Regions from separate parts of the Mus musculus genome. Here region 2 is linked to region 1. A link is a contact called in public promoter capture Hi-C data. All regions are on one chromosome and are shown on one strand. The core of a region is the stretch at or near the end of the contact, and the rest is flanking DNA. Distances in the headings are between cores, read along the strand shown. Region 1 overlaps Rbm6 (RNA binding motif protein 6). Region 2 holds the start of Klhdc8b (kelch domain containing 8B).

What was found. Promoter capture Hi-C pulls out the DNA fragments that hold promoters and counts their contacts.
Region 2: a contact with region 1 is called in a promoter capture Hi-C map of liver, with 6 times the contacts expected there. The contact joins the promoter of Klhdc8b here to the enhancer-like site in region 1. A contact is called at or near these places in 4 of 39 promoter capture datasets (cranial neural crest, hippocampal neurons and liver) and 2 of 115 datasets of contacts at active chromatin or transcription factors (astrocytes and bone marrow-derived macrophages).

The regions. Positions count from the first base shown.
Region 1 is chr9:107,850,876-107,857,920 of GRCm38.p6, forward strand. It overlaps Rbm6 (RNA binding motif protein 6), which reads right to left. Exons shown (of 21, transcript NM_011251.3): 3 at 1,250-2,528; 4 at 40-129. Among named protein-coding and RNA genes, the nearest start is that of Rbm6, 18 kb to the right of the region's middle. Within about 2 kb of position 2,771, at least 3 of the 459 cell types and tissues checked have an H3K27ac peak or open chromatin away from gene starts, as enhancers often do. A contact at or near this core is called in liver, where this site is marked.
Region 2 is chr9:108,449,037-108,456,081 of GRCm38.p6, forward strand. It overlaps Klhdc8b (kelch domain containing 8B), which reads right to left and starts at 3,765. Exons shown (of 6, transcript NM_001359428.1): 1 at 3,281-3,765; 2 at 1,840-2,355; 3 at 585-749; 4 at 31-255. The coding sequence starts at 2,215. It also overlaps a transcript of Ccdc71 not described here.

The sequences.
Region 1 (7,045 bases), core at 1,521-4,020:
TTTTTTTTAATTGAAAGAGAGAGAAAATATATGTCTTACCTCTTCTTTTGTGGCATTTTCTGGAACCCCACTTAATCGAATAAGCCTGTTAGGTTTCTCCTCGCTTGGGCCAGTCCTATAATCTTGATCCTTGAATTCAGAATGTAAAGTTATTTCACAAATAGATTTATTTTTGCATGTAAAAAAAATAAAGTCGACATAATATATACTCAAGATCAAAAGTGATTTGCATTATGGTGAAGATATGAGCAATTATAATCTCTCATTCTCCCTAATATCACTGGATTATAAGTATGCTAAGACTAATTAAAGAAAATAAAATTCTCAAAACATACTATTTGGTTACTAAGTATTAAGATCAACAACAGGGGCTGGAGAGATGGATCAGCAGTTAAGAGCACTGACTGCTCTTTTAGAGGTCCTGAGTTCAATTCCCAACAACCACATGGTGACTCACAACATCTGTAATAGGATCTAATGCCCTCTTCTGGCATGTCTGAAGAGAGCAGTAGTATACTCATATAAATAAAATAAATAAATCTTTAAAAAAAAAAAAAAAACAAAAAATAAAAAAAACAGGTGTTGGCTCATGCCTTTAATCCCAGCACCTGGGAGTCAGAGAGAGGTAGATCTGAGTTCAAGGCCAGCCTGTTTTACAGAGTGAGTTCCAGGACAACCAAGGTTACACAGAGAAACCCTGTCTTTAAAAAAAAAAAAAAAAAAAAATCACATAGGAAACCTAAGTGGAGATGGGTAAAATCTATTTTAAGATAATTTTCATAATTAAATTGCAAATATAACTGTACTTGCTTATATTCAAGAAACTTAACCTTTAAGCTGAGTAAGCTAGCTATAAGAGGAAACGTGTATAAAACATTAACATCATCATATCCTCATGACTGCAAAAAATACTAAGTATTCTCTAAATGAACATAAATAAGGAAATAAATCCTAAATCACAGGGACTGCAATAGTATTAAGAGCCACTCCCCAAAGATTGATCATTTGAAATCAATTTAACACAGGACATTTAAACAAGCACAATAAAGCAAAAGAATGATTAAACAAACACACATCGAAAACATGTTCTGAGCCAAGGGCCTTTTTTAGATGTTTAAACTCCTATATTCTACTCTCAATTACAGAATTTCCTTTTGCGTGGTTGTATAAGAAGGCTTTAGTGACTAAACATCTTCTATTCTATACTTCAACCTTGACAAAAGGATTATGAATCACCTCATCAACATACCTGAAGGTCTTGTTGGGCATCTCTGGACATTTTGCCCTGAGAAAATGACTTGCTCTGGCCATAGCCAAAAATCTGGTTTCCTGGCAACCTGTGATCCACATCACAGTATTCAATGCTTCTGTAATCAGTGTCTTGTTGGCCAAGAAAGTCCAAATCACCTTCTTCTTTAAACAGACCAGCATCTGAACTCTGTTGTTCACCTCCAGAAAGCTTTGGCTTATCTTGTTCTTGAACTGGACTTTGGCTGTTTTGAAAGTCTGATTGAGATTCATGTTCAAAAGTTCCACTTTGTGTTTCTCCTTCTCTTGTTTCTGAATGCTCAAATTCTCCCTTCTGAACACCAAAAGCAGGTCTTTCCATTGCATGGTCATGTATGGATTCTTCTCTCTTGTTCATATTCATACCAGAATGTTCTCTCTCTTGTGGAGAAGGCTGAATGTAATCCAAAACTTTTGGATCCATAGGAGGCATCTCCCTATCTTTAAATTCCATACAAGGTCCTACCTCTCTGCCCCGAAAATCTTGGTAAGTCCTAGTACGATGTCTACCTCTGAAATCCGAATGTGGTGTATCCCTGTTCCTAAAGTCTAGATCAGTAGTAGCTGAACCTCGGCCTCTAAAGTCCACCTGTGTTCCATCTTTATCCCTGAAGTCCAAATCAGATACATCTCTGTTCCTAAAATCAGAACGAGACTGATCTCTGGATCTAAAATCCAAATCTGATAAATCTCTTCCCCTAAAATCTGAATGGGATCCCTCTCGGCCTCTAAAATCTAAATCATATGTGCCCCGCCCCCTAAAGTCAGTTGGAGGGACATCTCTACTTCTAAAGTCAACAGTATGAGAATCCCTGTCTCTATAATTCATATGAGGTGTCTCCCTACCTCTATAATCCATAGGAGTACCATCTCCACCCCTGTAGTCCATAGGTGGTCCTTCTCTATCCCGAAAATCCCCAGAATGTATGTCCCTGTTCCTGAAGTCCAACTGTGCTGAATCTCTACTCTGGAAATCCGAAGATGAAAAATCTCCCCCTCTGAAATCGTGTCCAGGTCCCTCCCCTCCTTGATAGTCACCATGTGGTCCATCTCTACCTCCATAGCTGAAAGAATGCTCCTCTACATTTGCAAAGGGAGGTCCTGAATGCCCCTGGAAATCAAAGGGAAGTGAATCTCTGCCAGGAAAGTTGCCAGAGTGTCTCTCTTGAGCATGACTCTTAAGGGGAGGAGGAGGATAATCCCTGTTCCACCCGGGAGCAAACCTTTCTTCTTGGCTCCCACTGTAGAAACAAAGACAGGGTTATTCATATTGTCCAGAGAGTTTGAAATCTACACACCAGCATATTCTTCTCTAATCACAGCATATTCTTCTGTAAACATATTTTGGGGGGCAGAGTTCTGTAACAAGGTCCTAGATCTGCAGAAAACAGCAAGTTTTGCTATTTTAAGATGAGGTGTCCGAGTAAACTTTTATGCTCCCATTTCAGAACACGAGGTAAGTCAACACAAGGTTTTCAACATGACTGCTGCAGAAAAAGCTTTCACCCAGTCCTGCAACAGGGAAAATCCGCAATACCAGATAAGCTAACAAAGGTAACATACTACAAAAATTCCCAGTTTCTACAGCCAAGGAACTTAAAATTCCAAGGTCATTATGACAATTACTACACATGTGGAGTCAGGGGTAATCAGTGCAATTTTCTGTTTGGTTGTTTGGTTTTTCTTTTGATTTTCAGACAGGACTTGGTTATATAATAACCTGGCTAACCTAGAAATCACTATGTAGACCAGGCTGGTGTTGAATTTGAAGTAACCCTCTATTCCCTCTGCTTCCTGAATACTAGATTATAATAAACAACCATGCTCGGCCTCAAAATATAAAATGTCTTGTAAGTTCCAGGAAGTGTCTTTCTAATTGCTGCACACAATGGTAAAGATTCCCAAATATTTTATTATATCTACATCATGGATTGTAATTAATCCAATTGAGTATAGTCCAGAAAGGACTCATTGTATATCATTGTGACCAGTAGCAGCATTAATGCCAGCTCTATTGGGCCTCTACTCAGAAAGATCCTCATCTGGGCCCAATAACTATCCAAGAGTATATTATCACAGAAGGCAACATGAATCATTCCACAAAGCATGTTAGGTGATCTACACCAAGCTAAATTATGTAAGAACTTAAAGCTGAAAGTCACCTAGAACATTAGTTCTTTAGGCATTATCTTCATGTCCAAAATAAAAAAGCTGACAAGATTCTAATGCCTCAAGCTAACTTTTTATTGCAATAAAACATTTTAAAATACTTACAGTTAGAAAAGGGACAACAAAAAAGAATAAATGAGACAGGAGAGATAGTTAAAGGCGCTTGCTGGTCTTCCAGAAACCCTAGGTTTGGTTCCCAGAACCCATGTGACAGCTCACAACCTGTATACTCCAGTTCCAGGGAATCTGACACCCTCTTCTGGCCTCTTTGGGAAGCAGGCATGCATATGATCTATACACATTTCAACAAAACATCCATCATATAACTCAAGAAAATAAACAAGCTGGTAAGTGGTAACACATGCCTTTAATCCCAGGATTTAGGAATCAGAGGCAGGCAGATCTCTTGAGTGTACCAAGGCCAGCCTGGTCTACAAAGTGAGTTCTGGGACAGCCAGGGTTGCTACATAGAAACCCTGTCTTGAATAAACAAAAAAACAAACAAACAAAAAACAAAATAAAAATAAAGGAGAAATAAATAAGAGTTGCCCAGCCTTTCAAACTACTCAGCATCTTTCCTTTGCCTAATCACTAGAGCATTTTACACATTTTGGCTTTTATCAAAGATCAAGAGACAGCCATAAAGGGTGGTCTACAACTATTAATCTCATTGCTTGGAATGTTGAGGAGGATGATCCTGAATTTAAGAGTAGCCTTAGAATGAGAACCTATTTCAACAAATCAAAAAAAAATCAAGGAACTTAAGTAGGCAATTAGACACCGGGGAATCCCAGAGAAGGCACGTGAAAAAGGAAATAAAAATGGTTAAAGAGCTATCTACTGCTTGGCAAGACAACAAGAACATGTAGATTATCAGAATCAACTCAAGATTCTCCTCCCAAGACATACTGATTCTATCATAAGACCCTTCTGAGCTCAAACTCCACCCCCACAGTAGGAGGCCAAAGACAACCAACACTAGGTAACTCAGCTCAGGAGGACTGGTCCATCACCATACCATCACCACTCCCTTTCTATCTTTTGTTTTTTAATTTATTATTTGGGTGTTATATCTGTACATGTGTGGGGTGCATTTGCATGGGTGCATGTATGCAGAGGCTGGAGGAGTGCACTGGGCATCTTCTATGGCTCTCTTCTTATTTTTTATGACAGGGTTTCTCACTGAATCTGAAGTTTACAGTTTCAGTTAGACTAAATGGACTGAGCTTACTTCAATTTCCACCCAACACAGGTTACAAAAACATGTTTTCTTTCATTTGGTTGGGTTTTTGGGTTTTTTTTGTTTTTTGTGTGTTTTTTTTTTAATATACTAGGGATTTAAACTGAGGTCCTCTTAATAGCAAGCACTCTTTTCCAAAAAACTGTCTCCTCAGGAGTACCAAGCCCTTTCATAAAGTAAATAGAAATTTAAAACATTAACCTAAACAGTAGAACGTACATTTAGTGGATTTTCAGAACATAAAAGCTTCTATTGGTTCCCAATAACACTAACATTATTTATGTCTGGTTCATCATAAGCAAGCTTAAATATTCATAAGGAATAAAATTTAACACAAAAATTAGAATGTTACCATTAACCACAGTGTCTCCCATACTTAAAAGTCATTAAAGTCATTCATTGGCTTTTGAGAATACTCAAGCTTCCTCAGACCCTCACAACACAATGACTGCTGAGGCATCTAAAAGTAGGTACTTTATTGACCAGAGCACACCCAGCATTGTCCTTAAATAATGCCATGAAGACTATCTTACCCTTCTAAGTCAAGCAGATCTAGAGTAACCTACCACACTGCAGTTCTTATGTCTAATCAAAAGTCAGTTCTATTGATATAAACAGCAGCAGTGCCATGTGTGATGGCTCATGCCTTTTATCTCTGAGCTCAAGGCCAGCCTCGTCTACATAGCCAAATTCAAGGCTAGCCAGGGCTACATTGTGAACCCCTACTTCAAAACAAACACCAGAGGTTATAGAAATTATTTTAAGCTAACATAAAACAATTTTATGAAAAAAAAGTATTTCAAAGAGAAAATAAGACATTTTCCTGAAATATAGCCTTTCTTATTTTTTGAGTCTCCCAAAAAATGGATTACTATCTCCCTCTGGTAAAAATCTTAACAATTATTAGTTAGTGAATTGGGCAAAGATAGGAGGATCTCTAGGAGGCCAGCTTGATCTACATATCATGTTCTATGACAGCCAGGACTATATACATAGAGACTCTGTATTGAAAACAAAACAAAACAAACAATAAAGCAAAGAAAAATCCAAGCATTCTGGAGGCAGAGTCAAGAGTTCTGTGAGTTAGGGGCCAACTTGGTTTACACAGTAGGTTTTAGGCTCACCAGGGCTACTGAGATTGAACACATACAGATCATGAGTTCAAGGCCAACCTGGCCTACACAGAAAGACAAAACAAAACTAACAAACAAAAACTTTAAAAAGCCAGGTATGGTAGCTCATACCTATAATCCAAGTAGCTCAGGCTGAGGCAGGAGTCCCACCTCCAGTTCAAGGCCAGCCTGAAAGAGTGAAATTCTGTATAAAGAGGGGTGGGTGGGAAGGGGGGAGGGGGAGGGGGAGGGGGAGAGGAAAAAGAAAGGGAAAAGGAAAAAGAAAAGAAAGGAAAAGGAAAAAAGGCCAGGCTTTAATCCCAGCCCCCAAGAGGCAGAGGCAAGAGCACCTCTGTGAGTTGGAGGTCTACAAATCAAGTTCCAAGTAGCTAGAGCTGTTTCACAGATCTCACTTTGTAACACTGTCTCAAAAAGCAAAAATAAAAACAATTTTTAAGTCAACTGTTAACAATAAGAAAATAAAATTTTAAGTAAGTTTAATGGTTCTGGCCGGGAGGTAGTGGAGCATGCCTTTAATCCCAGCACTTGGGAGGCAGAGGCAGGTGGATTTCGAGGCCAGCCTGGTCTACAGAGTGAGTTCCAGGACAGCCAGAGCTACACAGAGAATCCCTGTCTCGAAAAACAAAAAAAAAACAAAAAAAAAAGTTTAATGATTCTAAGACAAAATATTCTATAAAAAATAATGTTAAAAAGACGCTTTGGCTGGAGAAATAACTCATTAGTTAAGATCACTGACTGTTGCTCCAAAGGAAGTGAGTTTGATTCCCAGCACCCACTTGATTACTCATAACTTGCTATAACTCTAGTTCCAGAAGATCTGATGCCCTCTTTTGGTCTCCACAAGTACTGAATAAATGTGGTAAGCAGACAGACACACATACATACACACACACACACACACACACACACACACACACACACACACACACACACGGTAAGCAGATATATACCCACAAACATAAAAATAAATAAATCATTCTTTTAAAAGATGGGTGGCGTTGGTGGCACATGTCTTTAATTCCAGCATTCAAGAGGCAGAGCCAGCTGGATCTCTGAGTTCAAAGCCAGACTGGTCTACAGAGTGAGATCTAAAATAGCCAGGGCTACACAGAGATTCCGTCTTGAAAAACTAAAAACTGGGGGCTGGCGAGGTAGCTCAGCAGTTAAGAGCACTGACTACTTTTCCAATGGTCCTGAGTTAAAATCCCAGCAACCA
Region 2 (7,045 bases), core at 2,515-5,014, 600 kb after region 1:
CATGGAGACAGTAAAACAGACACTGCTCACCATGCTCCAGGTCAAACATCTCCACAGTGTTGACAAAGTGCGGCCGGGAGTAGAAATTGTGGGGCCCAGGCTGCTGCAGGCCACCCAGGCTAAAGACACTGCCTTCGGCCATAGCACAGCCAGCAAAAGCTCTGCGACTGGGCAGGCTTGGGTGTCGGGTCCATGTACGGGTCTCCAGATCAAAAGCTTCAAAAGCAGTCACTGGGAGCTTGCCCTGGCGGCCTCCTGTCAAAGGAATTGAAGCACCTGGGACAGAGCCCAAAGGGCTTGGTGGTGTCCTCTCCAGGTTGCTGAACTGTCCTCCCCAGGCCCCGACATCCAGCTGCGTACATACCTGCTCATGGAGTAACCATGAGACCACGTAAACCCTCAGCACTGAATGTGATTTTCCAACCCCAGTTGGGCCACCAAGGAGGCTTCAGAAGAGACCTGGATTAGCCCCCACCCACCCACCAAAGCATCTCAAATCCTAACTTCTCAGATGAAGACTGATCCCTAATCTAGGCAACCTCCTGGACTCTTTTCCCCCCTTTCCCACATCCCTCAGCCCTTACCCAAGACATAGATCTTGTTCCCGTGCAGGAAGGTGGAGGCCCCATAGCAGGGTGTGGGCATGGAGGGTAGCGAAAGCCAGCAGTCCCGGCGGGGCTCATATACCAGTACCTGGGCCTGGGGGGCCGTGTCAGGACCCATTCCCCCCAGAGCATACACCATACCATCTGCACAGAAGAGAGTAGTTCAGACTATACAACCATGTCTAGCTGGTGGACCCCACCCTGACAGCTCCCTCGGTCAGACCCAGGGGTGGAAGGAAACCCTTGTGTTTATCAAAAACTTTGTTGCCTGTCTGAAGTTGGAGCTAGGAGAACTGGGATTCCAGCTTTGGCCTAGGCCCCTCTAAGTGAAGAGCAGGAGGCAGCTGATCTAATTATAATCCAGCCCGGTCTCCCTGGAGACGCTATGGCAACCAAATCTGGCATCTTAGCAGGCTAGCCTGGGACTGGTGGTCAGACCCGGAGGCCACCAGGTGTGTGTGTGTGTGTGTGTGTGTGTGTGTGTGTGTGTGTAGGGGGCAGGTCCCCTAAGGGGGTAGGGGTAGCGTAAGACAGTGGTAGAGGCTACAAGAGGATTTGTTCAGCATGAAGCTCAGTCTGGGAAGGGAACTTAGGGCATCAACTTGGTGAAGGCTTGGGGCTGGGAGATGAGCTGGACCTGTGGGATAGAGGCGCTGGCCACAGCTTTCAGCCTCTGGCACCCTGTCAGCACCTCTACACCGTGCTGCTTCGATAGAGCTGTTAGGTGCTCAGAGTCAGCTAGGGGCACATCCACAGGCCGTTGGGTGATATTGCCTGGCAGCTGGGGGCTTCCATGGCAACCATCTCCAGGTCGGCTTGGCCTTTGTCCACATCAGGATCCCTGGTGTGTGCTAGGGGTAGTGGGGGGGGGGGCACTAAGCACTTAAGCACTTGCTGGGCTCAGAGCCAAGGCCTTGCTCCCCTCCCCCTCCATACTATTTATAACTATGAGAGAGTCATTAGGCCACACCCCCCACTGCCTCTTAGTTACAAAGAACAGGACAGGGTAGTGGCTGGGGTCTCCCATTTTTCTGGGGGACCTTCTGGGCTCTGACCCCCCACCTCACAGCCCAGAAAAGGCAATTAACAGTAAACTGCGGCAAGCCTAGGTAAGAGAAAGGAGGCAAAGCCATGTCCAAGGCGGCACTTATCCAGCCTCTGTGATAATGGACTCTCCGGCAAGAGAAAAAAAAAGGAAGCTTGGGGCAACTGAGGGATGTTCTAAGCCACTCACCTCTCTCCACAGTCGCAACACCCATGGCCGCTTGAGGGAGGGTAGCCCGGCGCTCCCAGCGGCCTTCGTCAGCCAAGAAGGCCTCCACAGCAGCTACTGGGCTTTGGACTTCGTCCACGCCGCCTACCACTAGCACCTGCTTACCCAGAACCACAGCAGCGGCACCAGCCCGGGCAGTGGGCAGGGGTGCTAGTGCTAGCCATGTGTGTGAGCCCATGTCCAGAGTCTCAGCAGTATCCAGAGGTAACCCAGCCCGGCCACAGCCCCCCAACACCAGCAGGTGTCCGTCCTGGTGTGCCACTGTACCATATACCCGGCAAGTCGGCATTGGGGGGAACACCTGCCAAGCAAAGGCCCGACCACCTCCTGCAGCCATGGTACTCGCTCACTGCCCGTGGTAGGCCATAGTATCTGCTCAGGCTGTGGGCCTCACTGGGGGGACATGATAAGGCCTCATCTTGATTCTGTCAGGGCTGGATGGGTGTGTCTGCCCAGTCCAAGGGATCTTGCCTTGACCTGGAGGGGAGGCAGAAAACAAAGGGTCAGGGCCACTGTCAAGAAACAGATGAACAACATGTAGCTGAAGGCAGGCCAGGCCCAAAACCACTCGTGCAGAAAGACCCACACCTTTGACTAACACTCTACTGGTGAAGGTCCTTCTATAGTGGGAAGAATAGATTCCAGGTACCCAGAAGGCGTTCTCGGTTCTTGTGGGAACATGAGGGATTCTTCCCTCCCCAACCTTAAGAACTAGCAAATAGTAACTTGATCAATTTAGAGTGGAAGGGAAGATAGAGCCCAAATCTCCATCCTAGCGTGCTTCCTGTCCCAACAAGTCTTATCTCAGTGCTCCAAGAGAGTTCTGCATCCTCTACACACTGGCATCTAGTGTGCCTTCAACAACCTGGGTCCAGCCATCAGGGTCCCTCATCCTGTAGTCCTTACAAGAAGGATCTTCTACAAGGTATAACCATTTATATCAGCAAAAGGCCAGTCTCATATGCGAGACCCAAAGGGGCTAGACTCCAGGATTCCACACTCCCTTTGAAGTCCATCCTTTATGGGTGTGGCGATGCCAGCAGATTCCCTGCTGAGGAGGTTTTAAAAGGCTGGTGTAGAGAATCTCTTGAGCACAGGATTAGAAGGTCCCTGAGTCCAGGGCTTTTCCTGTAGGAATAAACGGCTGGATTCCTGACACCCCCCACCCAAGAGCACATTCCTTAGCCTCCCCTTTTGCTGTGTGTGTATCTCTCTGTGTCTATGTCTCTATGTGTATGCTGGGGGTCTCCACTCTCAGTCCCGGGATTTAACAGGGACGGCCTCCTGGCCCCAAACTTCCAACTCAAAGGAGAGTGGGGGGCGGGTCTGGCTAGTGGGTTTAATTAAGGTTCTATCCTTCATGCCCCAAACTTCCCCTGCGCGAGGTTCCCGCGGGACTCACCTGCTGGATCTCAAATGTCGCCAGGGCACGGGGTCCGCTGTTCCGCCTCCGCCTCCGCTGGCTCCGGCTAGGGCTGAAGCTGGGCTCTGGTGGGGCTCCCGCACCGCTCCGGCGTGGGGCGGGGCTGGACCGGGTCCGCCCCTCGCTCCCCCCTCCCCAGATTCGGGGAAACCTCCTCCCGCCTTAACTCTGCACATGCCACGGCAGGAGTAGGGCGCACCGACCCACGGTCACCCAAAATGAACAGACAGGCATATGGACATCCGGCCGGCCAGGATTTAGGGCTCTACCTGGGGCGATGATAGAAATGAGGCAGCGGCGAGCAACACAACACCGGTATGGTGGGATCGGAGGCGGGTGTCGTTGTGAGTCGGATCCACTCTGGGTACAATCAGCCAGGGGCTAGCCAGTGGAACCTGGGGCCTTTAGGGGTCGGAGTCCGCCCATCACAACTGAGCTTGGAGGTGCCAAACCACAAGCTTCCCAGCGGCGCCCCCTAGAGGCCACTAGGGCTGTAGCCTGGGCCTCTGGTTGGGGAGCCCAGCCGAGCTGTCCTAACCATGACACAAAGCAGGACACAGAAAAGATCCCTTAGTGTATATGGAGACTAGCAGCTTGTAGGGTGGAGGGGCAGACTGTACTAGCCTTGGGGCCTATCTAGACCTTCTTTATAGAAAAGTAGGTTATTTTTGCTTCGATCCGAGCAGTGGATGTGCACAATCAGCCAGATGCCAGGAGTCTCTCTGCCTAATGCTACTCTGGGGCTACTACTCAGAGGTTGGGTGACTGTTCATCTTCAGGGTACAGAGCTCATCTCTAGCCAACTCCGTGGTCATGTGATAGCAAACTGGTGTGACAAAGACTCCCCTGGAGTGAGAATTCTGAAATTTTGATTTCTTTTAACATCAGAGAAATCGTATAGGAATATGTTTTTGTTTTAATGCCAGGTGTGGAGATACGGGGCTGCTTCCCAGCAGCTGACTACGATTTGCCTGTGTTCTAGCAAAAGCAGGGTTTTGCCAGCTGCACATAGTTTCTGTGATTGTGTTATGTTTGGAATTCTGGGTACTTCTCAGAGGATATAAGTTTGAGAGCCCTGGGGGGTGGATGGGTGGTTGTTGGCCATCAGTGGGGAGGGGACTAGTTGCAGTTTGTTAGTTGTCAAAAGAAATTAGATTCAAGGACCTCTATTTATCTCTCCCCTCTATCCTTCTTTCTCTCCTATCTAGTGATAGGGGTTGAAACTGGGGGATGAAGGGTGGGAAAAAAACCCACAAAGTAGCAAAGACCAGCTGCATCCACCTACCTCTGATTCACACTTTGGCTCAGCCTATCTTGTGAGCATTCTGATCAGCCGAAGCTTCCAGTTGGAAAGCTTGTGTGAACAGCTCCTGCACTTGTCTGTGTCTGCTCATTGATTCCGACCCTTTTGTGTACAGTGTTTAGCTTAATTTTCCCAACGCAGATCTTGAGGCAGTGACACAAGTGTGTGTGGTTAGTGTAGGAGGTGAAGCCAGGAAGCACCCGCAGAGAAGTAGCAAGAAGACCAAGGAAAGCAGCCAATAAAGGAGGTACCATCAGTTACCACCGTGGGTAACTGCAACCTGGGGATTCTGGGAGGTGACTAGAAACATGGGTCTTATATTGTTACTGCTCCCAAGAACAAGGGGACCTAAGAAACCCACCTTCACATCCCCAGGGATCATACAGTACTAATGCCTTTGCATGCCCAAAATTCTGACTGTCCAAAATGTGGATGAACCCTTCTTTATGACTAAATAGAGCCTATAGCTCTCTCAGTGGTTGTCAGTTTGAAGTGAAGGGCATGTCTAGAAATGATGGCGCAAAGACTGGCCTCAAACTGCACAGACTCTAAAGGGCCCTTCTCTACCACTCAGTGCCAAGTCTCCCATCCTCAGGCTGCTCCTCACTTGGGGCTCTGGTATGTACCCCATGTTCTCGTGTCCTCATGTTCCCCACTGTCCCTGTTCTAAGCCCCCTCTGCTTGCTTTCCTACTGTTTACCACTTACAAGCATCTGCTTTTTAATGTCTCCCAGTCTAAGTCAAGGCTATCTCTTTCTGCTCCCTCTGAATTCTGAAGCCATCTGTCCCCAGATGCCACTGCCTTGTTATCTGCCACCTCGTCTCTTGCTACTTCTTCCTCCAAATTGTTTTTGAAGCAATTGCAATTCTTGTTTGTTTCTAGACAGGGTTCTCTGTGCAGCAGTCCTGACAGCCCTGGAACTCGCCTTGTAGACCAGACTAGCCTGTAACACAGAGCGATCTGTTATCTGCCTCTTCCTCAACCCCAGTGCTGGGATGAAAGGCCCCAGTGAACTTTTTTTTTTCTTTTTTGAGTCAGATCTCCTGTAGCTCAGGCTAATCCCAAACTTGCTACATAGCCAAGGATGACTGAATTTCTGATTCTCTTATTCCCTCCTCCCAAGTGCTGGGGTTACCTTGCCCAGTTTTTACCTGTGATGAGGAGCGAACGCAGGGTCTCTTGCACGCTAAACAAGGACTCTATCAACTGAGCTCCATCTCTAGGCATCAAAGCTGCTTTTGAAAAGTCACCATGTGTATTAGTCCACACTCTGCAGGGGAACAAAACCAACAGAATGAACACAAACCACAGGGGCTTTAGACGACAGAAAGACAGTTTGCAGGATGGGAGCACTGGTTGCTCTTTCAGAGGACCTGGGTGTGGTTCCCAGCACCCACATGGCTGAACTACAGTTCTGGGATCGGAAACCCTTTCCTCACCTCTGCAGGCACCAGGCATGCACATGCACACACGTACACATACGGGCAAACAGTATGTGTTCACATAAATCTTTAAAAATTTAAAGGATAGGGGGCTGGAGAGATGGCTCAATGGTTAAGAGCACCGACTGCTCTTCCAAAGGTCCTGAGTTCAAATCCCAGCAACCACATGGTGGCTCACTACCATCCGTAATGAGATCTGACGCCCTCTTCTGGTGCATCTGAAGACAACTACAGTGTACTTAGATATAATAATAAATAAATCTTTTTTAAAAAATTTAAGGATAAAAAGGAATTTAATAGACTGACTTACATCATACAGTCTGAGCGCTACAATTGTGGCTCTCTTCATGCTCACCACAGGCTGAGAATCCATTGGTGACTCGGTCCTGGAGTCTGGTGCCTCAGGAGTCACAATCTGGCATTGAAGGGTTCCTAGAGAAACCACTAGTCTCCCATCCATACCGAAATACCGAAGAAGCTGGGTTCTGATATCTGTGAAGGAATGAAGTGGCAGTGGTGGCAGTGGAGGCAGTGGTGGCAGTGGAGGCAGTGGTGGCAGTGGAGGCAGTGGTGGCAGTGGAGGCAGTGGGGGCAGTGGAGGCAGTGGGGGCAGTGGAGGCAGTGGGAGCAGTGGGAGCAATGTGCTGTTTTGGCTCTGCTTCCCCACCATTCACTGCATGATTGGCTCAAGATAGCAACCAGTGAACCTTCGAGGGGAAGCTGGGTGAGAGTAGCCAGATGGGAAGAGACCTCAGGCAGTGGTGGCAGTGGTGAGCTTGACAAGAAGACTCTTGGGTGCGAGCCTCAGTAGACAGCTCATTCAGTTGGGAAAACGCAGCCTACTTGACCTTTTGAGGGGTGTGTAGGGGCTTTTGGGGTAAGTGTACATCATTGGCCAGGGCCAGGGTGATGGGGATCACCCATTTGCATAAGGAATTCCAGCTGCTGCTAGACATGACCTTATAAGGGGAGAGGAATTTAACCTGGCTACCAGGGGC